Linked DNA regions of Xenopus laevis: region 2 is linked to region 1. The links are chromatin contacts, called in public Hi-C maps. All regions are on one chromosome and are shown on one strand. The core of a region is the stretch at or near the end of the contact, and the rest is flanking DNA. Distances in the headings are between cores, read along the strand shown.

Evidence for each region. A called contact is a pair of places that touch in the nucleus more often than the background predicts.
Region 2: a Hi-C map of the XTC cell line shows a contact between it and region 1, with 2.4 times the contacts expected there. The contact joins the promoter of celf5.S here to the enhancer-like site in region 1. A contact is called at or near these places in 2 of 4 Hi-C or Micro-C datasets (the XL177 cell line and the XTC cell line).

The regions. Positions count from the first base shown.
Region 1 is chr1S:103,592,803-103,599,368 of Xenopus_laevis_v10.1, reverse strand. celf5.S (CUGBP Elav-like family member 5 S homeolog) reads left to right here. Exons shown (of 12, transcript NM_001137584.1): 4 at 1,563-1,691; 5 at 2,096-2,175; 6 at 2,305-2,451. Among protein-coding and RNA genes, the nearest start is that of celf5.S, 45 kb to the left of the region's middle. Within about 2 kb of position 4,073, at least 1 of the 7 cell types and tissues checked has an H3K27ac peak or open chromatin away from gene starts, as enhancers often do.
Region 2 is chr1S:103,638,548-103,644,910 of Xenopus_laevis_v10.1, reverse strand. celf5.S (CUGBP Elav-like family member 5 S homeolog) reads left to right here and starts at 4,128. Exons shown (of 12, transcript NM_001137584.1): 1 at 4,128-4,389. The coding sequence starts at 4,128.

The DNA.
Region 1 (6,566 bases), core at 2,824-5,323:
CAAACAAAATTTTGCTTTGGAGTAGTAGTAGCTCATAAAAAATCAGCAACAAGCTCTGGCTTAAGTGTAGCAAAGTTGCCTATTTATTGGCAGATATCCTGAACAAAATGACATATGACCAACAAGTGCAAAGTTCCAAAACAATTGTGCTTTCAAGTTCAATACCAGATCAATCACGATCAGATATTAAATGGAATGCGGAAAAAAATCTCATGGGATCCATAGCCAGCATCATTTTATAGCCCCTCTTGTAACCCAAAGGAATAACATTCAGTCAATAGGTCACATTAGTGGACACACTGGTGAGAAATCAACTTGTTTGGTGATGCAGTCAAACAAGCAGCTCTATATATGCTTGTCCCGCAAGACAAAGGCAGTGTTTCCCAAAGTCGAAGTTGAATCCCCCAGTCCAGAGCATTGGCTTAGGGAGCCTAGCCTGAGTGAAGGCCAGTTAGGGTAGATTTATGCAGAAGTCTATTTGCTCTCTCAGATACTGCAGGAAGCCTAGACTGAAAGCCATTTCAGTTAATATCTTGGTGTAAATGCATATTTGGACTCTAGACAGCTGAATGGCTGGACTAAGGAGAGCAAAAATTATGATTATGCTGTGGAGTTCTAATTTACATGCATTTTATGCATATGTGTATAAACTTATATACTGTATTTCCCCTATCACGATCTCCATAGAACAGCACCTGCAAGAGCACCATTAGCATAGCAGAAAGACACAACAGAAAGACACAATATGGCAACACAGTATTGAATAATTTTATACACGCAATAAGCTGTCTTTATAGGTTGCTTTCACGTTAAAGAAATATTTAAAAGGTATACTTGTACTTAAAGGGATACTGTCATGGGAAAAATTCTTTTGAGAAATGGATTTCAGTGCAGAATTCAGCTGGAGTAGCACTATTAACTGATTCATTTTGAAAAAATGTTTTTTTCCCATGACAGTATCCCTTTAAGTTAATATGTTTGTCTTGTGTGTGTCTAGATTGTGAATAGCTATGTGTCATGATATGGCAAGGAATAGGTCCCATGGAAGTGTGCAAGGTTGTATGGATTAAAGGTGTACATGAGGGCACGGGTAAAATGCCTTTTAAAGTAAGATGTGTGCATGAGAGTATAAAAATTAAATAAAACAATATAAATAATAATAATAAAATCCTAAAGTAGCAAAGCTCAATTTTTAAAAACATTAATTCAATAAAGAATTCAATGAAGAAAAAAAGTGTTCAAGAGGGTACAGATAAAAGTTCATTAAAGGTGGAGGTGTACATGAAGTCACTGGTCTTTTTTAAGTAAGCTGCTCACCTGGCCTCATCTTGATGGAGTATTTTACAGAGCTAGCACACTGCTGAATTTAGAATTCAGATGTTAATATGCCATGGTTTAATGAATCGTGGACTATTCACATGTATGTATAAGCTACCCTGTCAAACTCAGTTCTGGTGTTGTGAATTATACACATTCTGTAGTGTGGAGCCCTTCTAAGCTCCTAGAATGTGATAAAATTAAGTGATATGCAGAGTTGATCTTACCTCCTACTTGGGTCACAGGTGATCGCAAGCTATTTGTGGGGATGCTTAGCAAACAGCAGTCTGAAGAGGAGGTGACCAGCATGTTCCAGGCTTTCGGGTCAATCGAGGAATGTTCTGTACTACGAGGTCCTGATGGGAGCAGCAAGGGTGAGGCAAAGAAACAACCTCAGCAATTTGCACATCTTATATAAATATCTGTTAGAAAGATAACAATACTATGTACTGAACTTTAATGCTGTGAGAAGGCTACCAACATAAATTTATTTAAAGATCTTTCCAGGTGCTTTAAGCAAGTTGGTTAAACAGTTGAAATACTGCAATAAAAAATACATAGAACAATTTTATTTAATTTAGACTTTTGCCAATCTTTAACATTTTTTGCTGGGGTTCTGCAGGACCTGGGTTGCCAAAGTTGCTGGTCTCCTATTTGCTTATCTCCTGACTCCGAGATAAAATACTCTCAGGTAGTTATTAAGGGGATGGACAAGTCACCTTTGTACAATATGTTTTTGACTCACTGCTGTACCGTCTATGTACTTTCTCTCTTTTAGGGTGTGCTTTTGTCAAATTCTCATCCCATGCAGAGGCACAAGCAGCAATACAAGCACTTCATGGTAGTCAGACTATGCCTGTGAGTGTGGCGCTTTTACTGTTTTTATGTCTTTAAGTTTATCAAATATATGTAACATAAGTTTATAGACTTACAAAGCTTACAAACTATAAATCCTGGGTTTTTGCATTATCTTCTTCTCTACCCAAGGGGGCCTCATCCAGCCTGGTTGTCAAGTTTGCTGACACAGACAAGGAAAGAACACTGCGGCGTATGCAACAAATGGTTGGTCAGCTGGGAATCTTCACACCTTCCTTGGCACTTCCCATTAGCCCATACAGTGCATATGCACAAGCGGTGAGTATACTTGCCTATTAAATTTACATTAAAAAGGAGACAGCTAGATGCAGCGTTCAGTAACTGAAATTATGCCAGGTAGACTATTATGTGTTATAGACCTTCCATTTTTGAGAAGACATTTAATTCCAAAATCTCCCTTAAATCTATGAAGGTGGGTAGAAAAATGGAATAAAAGGAGATAGAAAGAGGCGAAGAAGAATTATATATAACAAGAATACCAAGTTGGGTATGAAAAAATGTATGTGGACGTGGAAATCATCAAAGGAAAAAAGAGCCTGTGTAAAATGGGGATTTGAGTGAAGAGACATCCTTTAAAGAAGAATTTGCTGAGAATATTGAAGAAGCTGAGAAAGCTGAATGACTGAGCTAAGAGCTGTATTGCACATACCTTGGAATTAAGAGTGATGGAATAGATAATGGGGACAGCTACAGTTAAGACGATACAAAGATAGAGGGTGAAAACAGGAAATAATTTTCTAGGTAGCATAGGAAACAGGAAATTAAACTAACATAAACTCAGTAAAGACAGACTACATTGGGGATGGAGCATGGTGGACTTGAAAACAGAAAAAGATGGGTCTAAATGTAATGGAGATGGAGGTATCCTGCAGAGTGGGAACAAGCGGTAGCAGCAGAGGAAACCTACCTAGGGTAATTTTTGGTAAAGGGAGAGGTCAATTGCAGAAAATAATAATTGTGATTTATTGCTGTTTTAGTATCCAAATCTAAATAACTGTAATATCAATATTCATAATGATGCACAATTTCACAGCAGTACTATGTCCATCCATGGCACTTAAAACCATTCATTTTAAGTCCTGTATGCTATTCATGGATTTGCCTCTACCTGAACATATCTATCATATTAGTAATCAAATCTAGCCAGCACCTTCACAAAATCATTACTACTATATCCATGGCGATTGAAATCATTCTCTTTGAATCCATATGTGCTTTACACAATTGATTTTCACCTGAACACCCCTCTAATAATATTAATAATCTATTCTGACAAAGCTCCAGTTGGCTTGTGGTTATCTTGTCATGGGGAGGGGGGGTTAAGCTTTTGGCAAAGTAGATAACTAAAGATGGATTACAGTCAATGAAGGCAAATAGCTGGGCACGGTGGTCACTCTGGTCAGTTTAAGAATAACAACATAATCTGAGTGGCTCATTGTTATACTAGTTCCATATTTCTTCTCACACTTCTTAAGTTGTGCCCTAATGCAATCCAAAGCCAAACTTCAGGAGGAAGTTCAAACGGACTAGAACACATGAAAATTAACAAATCTCCAGGAGATGATAATATTCACATCAGGTTACTACAAGCAGGGATGTGTTTAGTTCTGTTGCTGCCCTAGGCACTTGACACAGGCCACCCCCTTCCCGGCATATGAAAAGATGGTCTTGCTGTTCTGCTTATGTGCCAAATACAGAATATCTAGGTCAGGTCTGGACTGAGATTCAAAATAGGCCCTGGCATTTCAGGTACCCATAGGCCCAAACAGCCCCCACCAGCCCAATACATAGTGACGGGCTATGGCAACTTACAGCATCCCCTCTGGCATTTGCCAGAACCCATAGATTGCCAGTGTGGGCCTGATCGAGGTTTCTCACCACCACCCTCAGCTCTGCTGCCAGATTTAGCTGCAAGTATCTCTTTTTTTTCTTTGCACTTTTTCTTATTTAGCGTATAGGCACCCCACCTAACGTTGCTGCCCTAGACATGGGCCTTTGGGTGCTTATATGGTAAATGTGGCCCTAACTATAACCGCTCAAAACACTGTGATTGCCAAACCACTTAATTTTTCAGGATTTGGTGTTTAGCTTGGTGCTGAGAGATTGGCAAATGCCATTATTTAGAAAGGTTCTAACCCAGGAACTATAGGCCTGACATCACTGTTAGAAAATCTTTCAGAGGGGGGTAAGGGATAACATAGAAGAATATAATTCTAATCACAATACTAATAAGTTTGCGCCAGTATGGTTTTACATGCAATAAAGGTTTACCAGATAATTTTATTTTCCTTCTATGAGGAGTTGAGTAGAAACATTGGCATTGGATTGGCAGTTGATGTGCTCTATTTAGATTTTGCTAAAGCATTTGATGTAGTACCACAATAAAAGTTACATGATAAAAGAACTGGCTGAAGGATAGCTTATCACAAGTGGTGGTAAAATGAACATTTTTTTTAACTGGACTAGTGTTGTTAGTGGAGAACCACAAAACTCTGTCCTTGGTCCTTTTAACCTGTTTATTAATAACCTGAAAGTTGGCATTACAAATATATTCTCTGTGTTGCTGATGATGCTACATTTTGCAAATCCATAAATTCCATGCAGGATGCTGCTACTTTGTAGATAGATTTTAATAAAATGAAAACTGGGCAGCAAATTGCAAATGAGAGTTCAGTATTGATATATGCAAGGCTAATTACTTGGGCAGAGATGACATAAATGTTAGTTATAGCATACCTCCCAACTGTTCCGTTTTTGACAGCTCAGCTCGCAATCTCTGCTTGTTTCTCTTTGATCTCCTGCACTGATGCCAGAAAAGGATACAACGTTTCTAAATCTTAATTAAAATTAAAATAAGAGGCTTTTTGGCAGAGAGCCTAGAACACTCAGCACGATTACTTAGATACATCTGTAACAATTTGTTTACAATTTTTGTAAAATAGACATGGTAATTAGGGGGTGTGTTCATAAAATGGGTGTAGTCAACTTCGGAAAATGAATCTCTCCGAGTGCCATCCCGCTGGCGATTTGCATTTTAGCCTGAAAGGAAGGCAGGGGAGGCAGTTCGGGGAGATTAGTCGCCCGGCGACAAATCTCCTCTTCTTTGGGGCGACTAATCTCCCCGAACTGCCTCCCCTGCCTTCCTTTCAGGCTAAAATGCAAATCGCCAGCGGGATGGCACTCGGAGAGATTCATTTTCCGAAGTTGACTACACCCATTTTAGCTCCAATTTCCCTCTTAGGGTCAGGGCACACAGGCAAGATTCAGGGAGATTAGTCGCCCGGCGACAAATCTCCTCTTCTTTGGGGCGACTAATCTCCCTGAATCTTGCCTGTGTGCCCTGACCCTAAGAGGGAAATTGGAGCTAAAACGACACAAAAGCAAATGGGAAATATGTAGATGGAATATGGCACTGCTTTTAGAAGAGGCTATGAAGTTTGTACAGTTATGTTTGAATTAGGAATGTGGGGCACGGTCCACTGTTTTCAAGGAATTAAGTAAAGGGAAGGAGAATGTATAGAAGCTAAGAGTAATAACAAGTGACCACAAGAAAAAAAGGAGCATGTTCAAAAACTAGTTCCTCCAGGCAGATAAAGAACCACTGAAAGCTAGTGCTATGGGTTTGTTTGTGTTTGCTGCCCCCTTGTGCATTTTTTACCATCATTTATAGGATCATCTGTACATTCCAGAAGAAGATTGTATATTAATGGATTTAAGGATAGGCAATGTAAGAAAATATTGATATATAGAAAGACATAAATAACTAGAAAGACAGACTGGATGTATAGATGATATATAGATAGATTTTCTCATAGAGGGGAAACTATGCATATCTTTACAGTCACTAATTAAAGTTGGCTTATTATATTCAGCTTTTCATTTTTGGTTTATGACTTAATTGGTTTTCTAAACATAATTGAATTCCTCTAGCTCTCCTTTTCATTTGCATGTTTCAGTTTATTCTATGTCTCGCTTCCATTTGGCTAAGGTTATGGTTCAGACCAGAACTTTTAGTTGAGCTTAATCACATCAGGACAATTGTCCAAACTAAGAACAACAACCCCATTTGGAGAGACACACAAGTCAAAATGAGTATGATTGCATGTGCTGTTTGGGAAAATGTTACCAGCTATTTTGCCTTAATGTTTATGGATCATCAGAGGCAAATTATCACACTGAATGTTTGGCAAGAATCCAATTATACTAGTTAGACTGTCAGCAATAAAGTCCTGTGGGCTCATCTATGAGACAATCCTCTTATAGCAGCATGTCGTTCAACTGCAGCTCCCCCAGGTTTTTTACATGCTATGTATAGTGGACCATTCTATTTTCTTTATTACCAAGAAAAGCATGCTTTGAAGCCCAAAATAATT
Region 2 (6,363 bases), core at 2,879-5,378, 45 kb before region 1:
CTATTGTAACCCATTTCTGGCCACCCCCCTGGTGCCAAAGTGGTACATCACCATATTTACATGACTTACAGATTCGGAGTCCCCTTTGTTAGGTGAAAGGGTACTAAGAATTCTTCTCTTTGGCAGTGCCTCCACCTAATGGGATCCCGGAATACACCTGAGGATAGTCCCATTAGGAATAACATGAAACACACACTTTATTATATAAAAACCATAACTTTATATAAGGAAAGTGTAATTTAAAGGGGAAGTAAAACACATTTATAGCAAATAACCCACTCCCATGGGAACCTATGGCAATCCATTTCCTGGCCCTCCATGCCAAGCACAGTCCCACAACTCCTTTGGCAGACAAAGAATCTGAATCCCTATTCCCCAAAGTGCACAATAGGTCCCAAGTAGCAATAGCAGCCCAAAATATCTTTCCCTCTGGTTAGGTACTGGTTCCCTCGTGGCAGGCATCAACAACAGCCTGTGTCATAGGCTTTTTTCTACCCTCCCCATGGCACACCTTACCTTGGGGATTCACAGAAGATGGGTAGGCTCATCCAGAGCTGGAGCAGGCATCCAGAGTGATGAATCCATTCCATGAAGCACATGCAGCTTGCTTGATCCTCCATTCATAGCTCCCAGCACTGTCTATAGCGCGAGCACACTGTTGCTAAATCCAAAGCAGAACTACAGCTCCCAGCACTGTCCATAGCGCGAGCACAAAAGATGTCCAGCAAAACTCCAAACCGGCATGGTTGAGCTTTCCAGGCTTTTGGAGTACCCTGCATCAGCCCACAGGGCTATCAAACTCCTTTTAGCCCTCTACATCTTTGCATGAGTTCTGTCCACCTACATGAAAGTAAAAGTAGGAATCCTCCAGCAGTAATGGCTGTGAGCACATGGCAATCTCCTTTTATATAGCACAGTGACACCTTGTTGTTGTACCAATCCAAGAGCTCTGCCCTTGGAAACTCTAGGAGACCCTATATCCACCATGAGGCTCTAAATGAAAAGGGGAACTTACGCCTCAGGGTCCCTACACTATATTTGTTTATTTTCATTCTTGAAAACTAAACTAGAATTGTGTTCCACTTTCCTCCATGCCTGCAAGAAGCAAATGAAAATGAACTTTATCTGCAAGAGGCAGGACCTAAAACAAATTAATGTTCATCAGAACTTGTCGTTACTTTCATCCTTGCAGAAGTTGTATTTGTTGTATTAGGCAAGACTGCTCTGTGTGTCCCTGTAGGTTTGCACTAGCTTAGGAGGAATGCAGAAGGCAGAATCACATTGACCAATATCTGGTAATTCGATTTCATCTTGTCATTCCTACTTTGTTAATAAAGACTTACTCATCCCTTATTTTATATGGATTTTCACTCAGCTTGGATTTAACTGTAATGAGGAGGAGATTGGAAGTTCTTATAGATGTTGATTAACCATGATTTGTTTCGTTTTAGGGACTATTGCCTGTGGACAGGGCAATTGTTCCCTTTAGGTTTGATTAAATCTCTATGATCCCTGTGTTATTGTGCAGCTACACACAAGAGAATCCTGTTTGGGCGAAACAAATCAAACAAACCGGTCAATGGTCAGCAATGTTCAAAACCCCAAAAAAATTGTAGTAGTAAATCAGTAGAGTGTTTGTATGGGCATCACTTCTGTGGTGATCAAATCAACCATCCTGTAGGTCAGTTGAACAGATGGGTTCAATTCAGCCATCAACATGTGCAAATATCAGGTAGTACAGGAATCAGCTCTGGTGTGACTTAAATAGGGTATGGCACATGTTATTTTGACAGCCACAGAGAACTGTAATAGTCAAAACACTGTGCATATTTATCATCTCTTTAAATCATTGGTGTTTCTTAAAGGAGAAACAAACCCCTTATTAAAAAACCCTACCCCACACAAACCCCCCTCCCCCCAAGCTTAGCTGCTTCCCCGGGCAAATACCCCTGACTTTTTACTTACCCCTCGGTGTTGAACACTGCAGCCTGAAGTAAAGTTATCACCTTGCCTCATAGCAGTATCAGCACTGTTTCTAATTCATACAAATGGAGGATGCTGTGACTACGGCAGGACCACTGCAAGGTTAGCCCTGAGTGAATGTCTCTTTCTCATAATACAGGGACTATAGAATCAAATGTTTGTCTGTTATTCATTTATAGATATTCAAAAAAGAGAAGTGTCCTCTTTTTTGTTAATAAAAATTTAGTATTCTAGGATTTCACTGTGGCCTGAGTGGTTCCTTGTTAGTGTCTATCTCTATTTTTTAAATTGATATTGAGGATGTAAGATTGTGCTTGTGGGTTTCCACACGACTATTAGTAATTTGACTTTCAGTTTTTTTTCTGATCAAGACAAAAAGGACTAAAGCTCCCCATAGACGCGATGATTCTTCTCGCTGAACGACCGATTTTAGGGAAGCCCGACCAATCCTTCGAAATTATAGTGGTTAGTGGGATTCGAACGATCGTACATCTTACGATTTTTCGGCCGACATTTGTCAGGAAATTGATCAGCCAGGTCAAAAAATCTTTGTCGGTCCCAGTGCAATCTATCTATGTTTGCAGGGCCAAGCAGGCAGCTCCCCTTCGTTTTCCTGGCAAATTGGTCTTTTTAGTTAATGGTAAATTCGTACAATTGTACGATCGTTCTGAGAAGATCGTGGTCTCACGATCAGGATCTGATCTTTTAAAAATATCAACATCTATGGCCAGCTTAACAGGCAGGCTCTAGTCTAGGCATTGGGCCCAGTTTATAACATATAGTACCATACCTCCCAACATTTTGGAAGTAAAAAGAGAGACAAATTTTTTTTTTTCGCATGTAGCGCAGCAAAATTTTTGGCCATGCCCCTTTCTGTGGCCACACCCCCTACTTACCATGTTCATTTTACTAAATTTGGCAGGTTATGAAAGTTTGAAAATAATTCTCCTTATCTAAACTGTTTATGTGTGTCTCAAAATTGTTACAAAGTATCTTATTTGCACCTGTTAGGGCAAGGCCAGACATGGCGTTTTTGCAGCGTTTTTACGTTGCGTTTTTAAAAAAGAACAGCCAGGTGTAAATACGCATAAACTGCACTACCACTGAAACTAATGGAAATGCACTATGACAATTCCCACAGGGCGCTTGCAAGCTGAAATCCACCACAGGACGCCAGTATTGGCGCCAAAACGTCAAGAAACTACCAAATCAATAGACTCTATGGGATCTGCACGTTTGAAACCACACTTTATGTAAATACGCAGTGTATTTTAAATATGGCTTCCAAACAGGCCCGGACTGGCAATCTGTAGCCAGAGGGGCTGCCATAAGGTCTCAAACAAAGTCAGTAATTAGTGGGCTGGTGGGGGCTGTTTTGGCCACTGTGTGGGCTGATTGGGCCTCTGTGTACCTGTAATCCAGGGCCTATTTTAATTCTCAGTCCGGACCTGTGTCCAAATTCAATGAGATCAATGAGAAGTGCATGTTGGGAAAAGAATCCTACGTGCTGAAAAACGCATGCTGACGGTTGCATGTGGTTTCAGTGGCGTAGTTACGCCTGGCTGTTCTTTTTTAAAAATGCTTCGTAAAATCGCCGTAAAAACGCCATGTCTGGTCTTGCCCTTAGGTGTTCTGGGCTCTCTGCTAAAAGCCAATTAAGCCAATTTTCTGGCTGTTCAGTGCATAGAAAATAGGGATTTTCCAGTACAAATGAGGGACTCCAGGTTGAGCTGTCAAAAGAGGGACTGTTGGGACTTGGGAGATATGTTGTACAAATCTAAAGTGCAGCACTGAGGACTTTTTTGCCTAATACACTAAGGAGAAGGTAACTAGTCAGTGATGGCTGAATGCTATTGTTGTTAGGTCAGGTGCAAGAGAATAGAAAAATAGATAGATGGATAGATGTAGCTTTAGTTACTGACAGAACCAAATCTTGAAAACTCACGGCGTGAAAGTTTGTAAGAGTTCACCTCCTCTCTTCACCTCACTCACACGGCCTCTTCCAGAGGGAGCCCAGCAGTTCCTTAAACTGCCAACAGGGTGCGCCAACGTGCAGCGCTGCGCGGTGTTTGCTTTTGCCGGAGCTCAGTTTCCAGCTGAGAGCTCTGCCTGTGTGACTGATCCAGCCTACCGAGGGGCTGGAGATGGCCAGACTGACGGAGAGAGAGGCGAGGAGGCAGCAGCAGCATCCCCCGCAGCAGCAGCAGCCCCGAGCCTGCCCCATGAGCGGCCCCGAGTCCCCTGCTCAACAATCAGACAGTATGAAGGACCTGGACGCCATCAAATTGTTCGTGGGGCAGATTCCTCGTAACCTGGAGGAGAAAGACTTGAAGCCTTTGTTCGAGCAGTTCGGCAAAATCTACGAGCTAACGGTGCTGAAAGACCGCTATACAGGCATGCACAAGGGTGAGTAGCACGGTGTCATGCCCAGGGAGCATCTGCAAAATATTCTACAGTGCCCAAGTGCCTTCCTATTATTCCATACATGGCAGCAGTAACATTCCTTCTCTGCTGTTCAGGGACTGGTGTGTGTGAGTGCCAGCCTATAAGCTACCCCATGGCACTAGCACAACATTCTCCCTCTACAGTGTTTGTGTGCAAACCTATAACCCCATGGCAACAGGGAACCATTGTCTCCTTACTGAACAGGTGCATGCTTCTGGGTGTGTTACCCTGTCAGTACAACATTCCTCTTCTACACCAGCTTGCCCATGGGGATGTGCCAGCATTTTATCATTACACCCCCCCTTTTTTGTAGAGAAGCATGGGAATTTTTTTAGACATATATTATCTGTACAACAATGTACCTTACTGAGCAGTGTCATGGCCACAGGTGAGTGTTTGCCCTATAGTATGTGCAAGCATTCCCTCTCTTATTCATGGGACCTTGCCAGCACTTAGTCCAGCCTATTATACCCTAGCACCCATACATTCTGTACAGGGACATGCTCAGTGGTGTGCTAGCCTATTACTTAATTGTTTTAGTACAAAATTCTGCTTCTGGATTGTAGCTTTTTTGGGAGAGTATAGCCAGTTACCTCACTGCATCAGTATAACATTCTTACTCTGTGTGCCGATGGATTTGCAAAGCATTTTCACTTATTAGTAAAGCAGTATAAAAAAAGTGATTATTATTCATCATATCACATTATGTTGTTCAGGGGGAATACAATGGAGCGGGAACCAACCCATCATTTCTATCTCACAGCCATGCAATATGCCAGTGTTCCTAGGGCTTACACAGCCAGTAATCAGTACTGTGCAATAGGCAGGGCTCCAACTTGTGGCCCTCAGCTATTTTAGCTCAATGATTGTTGGACAACCTTGTCCTAAACTGATTCCCTCTCCATCAAAAGCCAAACTAATTTTATGTATTCTCTATACAGAGGAATACGTAGGTAAGTAGCAGATTCCTTTTCCTTCCACCCCCCAAAAACAACATCTGCCAGTTTCTACTTCCTAGTTTAGGATTACCCATAAGGACATGATGAGAGCTGGGTACTACTGTTCTGTGCAACAAACAGGTCGGGGGCAGGTAAATAAAGGATCCAGTTGGGCCCTTGTGCAAAACATATCTTCTTCCTAATGATTTGAGGGGCTCCAAAATGATTTTGCTGGTGGTACCTTAAACGTTTAGTTACACCACTGTTCAGAAGTGTGCCTTATTTTTTTTTTCTATAGAGACTTTGTTCCTTAACCTACATACGGTACTCTAAGTGGGCACCTAGTAAATAGCATCTTGTCCAGCTTTCATAATATGCACTTATCAACTAATAGTAGGCATAAGTGGGGCACCCTAACCCATATCACCTTCTACTCTTAATTTTCTTTCTAATCTTATGTTTATCATCTCCACTGATACCTTATACACAAGTTTTCTCTGTTAGAACATACTAGCACGCAAATTTAAATACATACATACATAAACTCCTCCAGGCTCCATCACACGATTCTTCTACTATTCTGTGCATTCTTCCTTCTATATGCCATGTCACCATCAATTAACTGAAGAGTTCTCTTGTCTGTGCCCTGCTCTTCCACATTCTACCCATTTTAATTTGCTCAGCCCCCCGCCCGAACCTAAGCTTTTCTCTTCTAGGTTATCTTACACATGTTCTTATATTCCAGTCCCATAAAATAACGATGTTCTATATTAATATTCATAGAATTCAGTCATATAGGTTTAACACACAGATTTAAACACAGATTTAATGTCAGTTCACACGGATGTATAATTCATATGCTATCTAACTTATTCCCAAATAATACTCTGCACCCCTTACTCATTCGTACTAAACTGAATGCCCCTTTTCACTCTCACATTATATTCTCATACAGTATTATAGTCTCTGTATTTTTGTCTTTTTTCAATCGCCTGTA